2 separate regions of the Acanthopagrus latus genome follow, and region 2 is linked to region 1. The links are chromatin contacts, called in public Hi-C maps. All regions are on one chromosome and are shown on one strand. The core of a region is the stretch at or near the end of the contact, and the rest is flanking DNA. Distances in the headings are between cores, read along the strand shown. Region 1 holds the start of gphb5 (glycoprotein hormone beta-5). Region 2 holds the start of LOC119034358 (exocyst complex component 3-like protein 4).

Evidence for each region. Hi-C and Micro-C count contacts between places; a contact is called where the count stands out from the background.
Region 2: a contact with region 1 is called in a Hi-C map of muscle, with 3 times the contacts expected there. The contact joins the promoter of LOC119034358 here to the promoter of gphb5 in region 1. A contact is called at or near these places in 2 of 4 Hi-C or Micro-C datasets (both in muscle).

What each region holds. Positions count from the first base shown.
Region 1 is chr16:2,296,691-2,299,390 of fAcaLat1.1, forward strand. gphb5 (glycoprotein hormone beta-5) reads left to right here and starts at 1,422. Exons shown (of 4, transcript XM_037072000.1): 1 at 1,422-2,063. The coding sequence starts at 2,035.
Region 2 is chr16:2,440,655-2,443,379 of fAcaLat1.1, forward strand. It overlaps LOC119034358 (exocyst complex component 3-like protein 4), which reads right to left and starts at 1,307. Exons shown (of 11, transcript XM_037125309.1): 1 at 853-1,307. The coding sequence starts at 949. The region is part of intron 1 of LOC119034352 (potassium voltage-gated channel subfamily H member 5-like); the gene reads right to left. The region is part of intron 4 of LOC119034366 (a long non-coding RNA gene); the gene reads left to right.

The sequences.
Region 1 (2,700 bases), core at 172-2,671:
AGTCGGGGGTGAAGTGCCTTGCCCAAAGGCACCAGGTTTGGGGATTCAAACAGATTCAAACTGGGCACCTGGTTCTTATTGCTCGTAATAAACAACCAAAAGCAAAATATGTATCACTATATATGAATTTCCCGAGAATGTAATTACTTTCAGCTCTTTTTAAACTTTAAATTCAACCCATAAATTGTGTTTGTGAGCATTTAATCCTCCATTTAGATCGAATAAGTCACATCCAGTTTATTCTACAGCATCTTTAGTTTTATTTCTGCATCAGTGTTGGGATGAATTACGCTGTGATGGATCAGAAATAACTACATTCATTAAATAAAAACTCCTCCCTTCACTGTAACTGCTCTCACTGACTCTGCCATCCTGTTTCCTCTTTAATGGTTATCTTGTGCCCCATCTTTATATATTTTAGTTTTTAAATGACTCACAGCTCCAAAAAAGTTTTACTTTTGTCCAGTAGATGGCGTCAGGCAGCAGCTGTGAAACTGGCTGCAGTCGCTGCACCTCAGCACCCATCAGGGTCGCTTCTACTGAACGTGCTCGAGCTGCACAGACTCACATTGTTACTCACAGTGTCTGACAACATGATGGAATTAGAATATTATAGTATTAAAGCTGTGAACCAGAACAAACTCCTCTCAGTCTCTCACCATCATCAGCAGCAGATATTTGCTCGGGTGTCGGGGAACCTCAACAACTTCTTGTCTGTGTTTCAAACTAACTCAAAATCAACATGTTGCATCATGATGAGGAATCACATCATTATGAAGCACTGGTCTCAGAACAGGATGGGTTCAATCAAGCCGAACCGAATTTCCTCTTAAAAAAAAAAAAATGAAGTATGACAAAGAAACGAAGCCAGAACTTAAAATCCATCTTTCAGTTTCAATCTGTGAATAATTGCACAAAAGCCGGATTGTGTAAATCCAGGCTTACTCTGTTTGTGCTGAATTACAATTAACCTCATCTTAATCACCACTGTTATCCAATTACATGCATCCTGTTGCTCCACACCCTGCACATTGTTCAATAATAGCCTCCAGATGGGTAATTCTCCCTGATGGTGATGAGGCCGGGAGTGTGAACCTGTCCCCGACTCATCCTCCTCACTATTTTCTCTAATCTAACTTTAATTGCTTTGGCTCAAACTTTCAACTTTAGTTTTTTAAAGATTTCATTTCCTGAACTACTTGAGAGCAGTTCTGCTCCGCTGGCTCCACACGCCGCTGCCTGCGGGGCCTCCGACGCTGGTAATTTCTTGATGAGGTGCTTACTCACCCAAATCAATTCTTCACGACTCCCCCGTCTCCCCCTCCTGTCACTGTCTCATCCGACGTGCTCTCGCACAAGCATCTTTCTGTCCTAAGTGAGCGATCTGTGCAGTTAAGCCTGCAGGACACAACTGAGTCACAGCCGGCTCTCTCTTTCTCTTCTCCTCTGTTTGTGTGTGAGAGGAAATGTGACTGGTAACAGAGAGCCAAAATGAAAAGAAAGGAGATAAAGTGGAGGAATCAGTGTGTTGGTGCTCAGGGGTGAAGTCATCGCAGCCGGCGTGTGAGAACAGGAGCAGGGTCTGTCTCTGGAGCCAGCTAATTGAGCTCGGATGAGTGAGAGCAGACGCCGGTAGGCTGCGTTCGAGTGCGTTGTTCCCCCGTCTTCCATGTGGATGACTGTGAACAAAAGGGCAGACTCTTCCCTTAATCAAGCTAATGGAGTGGGAACGAGCTGGTGGCTGAACTAGATGGGCAGCGACAGGTAGAAGAGCCTCCGGGGGGATTGAGGGAGGCTGAGGTGAGGACCTGAGCCTCCTGATTGGCAGGACACAGGCTGATAAAAGCAAAATAAAAAGAGCCCCGGCTCGTTCAGATCTGAGGAAGCGTACAGTGACAAGTGCGAGCTGTCCACAGTAACTTCAGAGCTGATCCTCTGCAGGTCTGCGAGAAGCACCGCTCACTGATTTCAACCACTTGTGCCATTGTGCTTCATCGACTGCTCAGTATACAACAGAACTGAGTCACAGCTGAGATGAACCTGCAAAAGAAGAAGTCACAGCGGTGAGTGAATTCAGAAAACACTAAATTCACAATGTGTGTGTTGTGTTTGACTGCTGGAGATGATTAAGTTCATTTAACAACTTTACACACTGCTGCATAGTTCCATCCTGTCAGCCTGTCTGCAGCTTGGTGATGACGCGTTTTGCAGCTGATAGAGTTTGTTTAGCGTCAAACGGAGGAGAATCATCCTTCACTTTATCACAAACATCCAACACCAACAGCTCTGCAGGATGAAAAAGTGTAATCTGAAAAGTAACTAGTAACTAAAGCTGTGTAACTCCACAACATGTAGTAGAGTTAAAAGTACTTTATTTACCTCTGATGTTTGGTGGACTAGAAGTTGCATAAACATGTCAAGTAAAGTACAAGAGCCTCCGTGTGTTTGTACTTATATGAAGAACTTGAGTAAATACACTAAGTTGCATTCCACCACTGCACCACTCCAAGGTCAAGGACGGACTGATGGACTGAAATTGTTTCCTAAAAACAAAAAAAAAAACACTATTTTTACTTCACATTAGTGGCAACGGTCCGCACAGTCTGGAGTCGAGTCTGTGCTGGCATACAGATTCCCGTTGACATTGTAAAAGTGGTGGTTTGTTACCTTGTGCACCTCGACCTGATCGATCGTGGCAGC
Region 2 (2,725 bases), core at 57-2,556, 140 kb after region 1:
TTGTTAATGCAAAGAAACTGTGTTAAACCCAAAAGGGGTTTCATTTGGGAGTTTCTGCACACAGCCACTAGGGGGCAATCACTATGTTTTGCTTCACTTTGGAGGATCTATTTCAGTACGTCATCCATCATTTGGATACAGTTAATGGTTGCTTGACACATACATATCAATTAAAAACCTAGATAGCAGGGTGCCGCTAACCTTTGTTCCCAGTCTGGCCCGGTGCCCACTCTGTACTGCCGCACAAAAATCCCCTGCTGCCCAAAAATCACTTTCCCTGTAAAGCTCCACTACAAAATACGCAACTCTAATGACACCAAGGACTGTAAACAAGGCCAATTATGATTCTTTCTATTAATAATTTCTCATCCATCCTCACAGCTGGCTCTTGTTTCAACCACAACATGGCACAGAGTGATTTCAGGTCACACTGAATGTGCCCGCTCAGGTATTCCCCTCCCACTCCTGCAGATCCGGTTTGATCCGGTCAGATTGCACCTGTAATATCGTCCTAATGATGCTCCAAACCTCTTGATTTAACTACATAAATCCGGTGATGCTCACAGTTTTTAACATGTTTTCCGTACTCCATTTCTTTGTCTTTTCTAATCTTTAAAACACTTGTGAATTCAGAGGAGTCAGAAGAGCAGTCTTGTTGCATTTCTCGCGAACATTTTCCTGTGGCACATGTTCTTTGCTTAGATTAACCCTTTATAGCTCAGTTTTCATTCAAGAAAAGATTAAGTATTCAACAAACTTGTACTGAAGTGGCCGTAGACAGAAGTAAGAATGATAATAATAATGATTTATGCATTCAAACCAACAACATATATATAAATAAGAGACTCTTACCATCTTGTATGTCGTTGTTGTTATTCTCTATAAGAGGCTTCCTGCTGTCTGCTCCCCAGGATTTGCTCCTTTTTCTTATTTTCAAAAACTTCTTCATCTCCAGTTGTGCAGTCCGAACGATTCAGCTCCTGCTACTGTGTCTCTGCAGAGATTTGTTCTATCTGTGAGTCAGAGCAGCTCTGTGACTCCTTATATAGGCTGGGTGGGGATTTTCCCAGCACATCATCTGCACTGCAGCCTTTCTGTTAGCCTTACTTTCACTTTCCTCTAACTGTAGCTGCTTCCCATTTTCAGAGGGAAAGCTGTTGCATCATGCTGAGTAAAAAACAACAACATGAAATATTCAAACTGCAGCTGCTGATGCTGCTGCTTCTAACAATTATAACTATTATGATACTAAAGTGTACATTAAGTATTTTGGCAACCATCCTTTTTCCTTTTTTCAGAGCTTTTTGACTGACAGCACAAATGTGCTTGTTTCAGTTTCAGGGTCCTGTTTCATGTTGTCATGTCTTATTGGGACACTTTGATAGAAACAGAGCCACGTGTCTATATCAATAATACCTGAGGGGTCAAAATGTCAACAGGGAATATGCTAACATCAATATTGTCTCATGATACAGTTTAAATGCAGATTTGTTTATAGCGTAACTTTAATATAAAATCAACATCAGTTGAATCTTCTGACTAATCGATATCTGCCTGAAATCTAAAAAACTTAAACATTGTTTGCAAAATAAGAATTCTTGACCATGTTTTTCACGTCTTAGATCTCACAGGTATATTTCTGTTTTCTCTCGTTCTTATCTGACCAAAAATATAGATTTTTGTTTTGTGGATGACACTATTTTTAGTACATTTCCCAGTGGATGTTAATGTAAACCCTGACCTTAGTTCATCATGTATCACAGACACAATCATAATCCTATTCTCAAAGCTTAGTCTTGTGATTGCTATGTTACATACATACTGATCATTAGTTTCTTGTTTTCCTGCTCACCTGAAAAGCAGAAACAACAGGGAAGTGAGAGGGAGTGAAACTCTGCGCCTTCATGTATCTGTGGATGATCAGATAACATGCATGCCTTTGTAATGAGTCACGAGTCGAAAGCTGCTGCTGTCTACAATAAATCTCCCACTGGCAAACTGTATGAAAAAGCAAAGTTGAAAACAAACTGAGGTGTGGAACAGTTTGAATTGTCTGAATGACATGTTTGTGTTCAGACCGTTGTAGGTGTTTCTCAGGCTGATAATGATTACATCAAGATTTCCATTCCAGAGAACAAAAGGCAGTTAGAGAGTGAAAGCTCTCAGGGATATTCCCCACCGTCAATTCCACATGCAAAGCCAAGGGGAATATCCAGTATCCAACTTAAGTGCTGTCTTCAGAAGAGCCGGACATTCCCACAAATCCACACATTCAAGTATTTCATTATATTTACTATTTATAATCCCAAAGTGGGAAATTCTTCTTTCCATTGTTTTTTTAATAGCAAATAAATCATAATTCAAATATTGTTTCACATGTTTACAATGTTTGGTAACTGTTTGATTATTTCGTCTTAGTTAGGAAAGTTGGGTTCTTTTAGTCTCTTCCACATGGTGGAAGGAAGGTATAAGGTGGAATGTATACAGTTTATTATTAATTCAACAATGGCATTGTATCGGTATCGGGTATCATCAGATGCACAAAGCCCAGGCATCTGTATCAGTTGGAACAGTTGGATCGATGCATCCCTAGATGCCAGCTCCCAAGGTTTCATCGCATCGTAAATGAGATGACGAGATAGATGAGAGCAGCCGTACGGCACTTTCATTTTTATCAGAAGGACGGACAGTAGTGACATGCCTAAGTTGTTGTGCATTCTTCAGA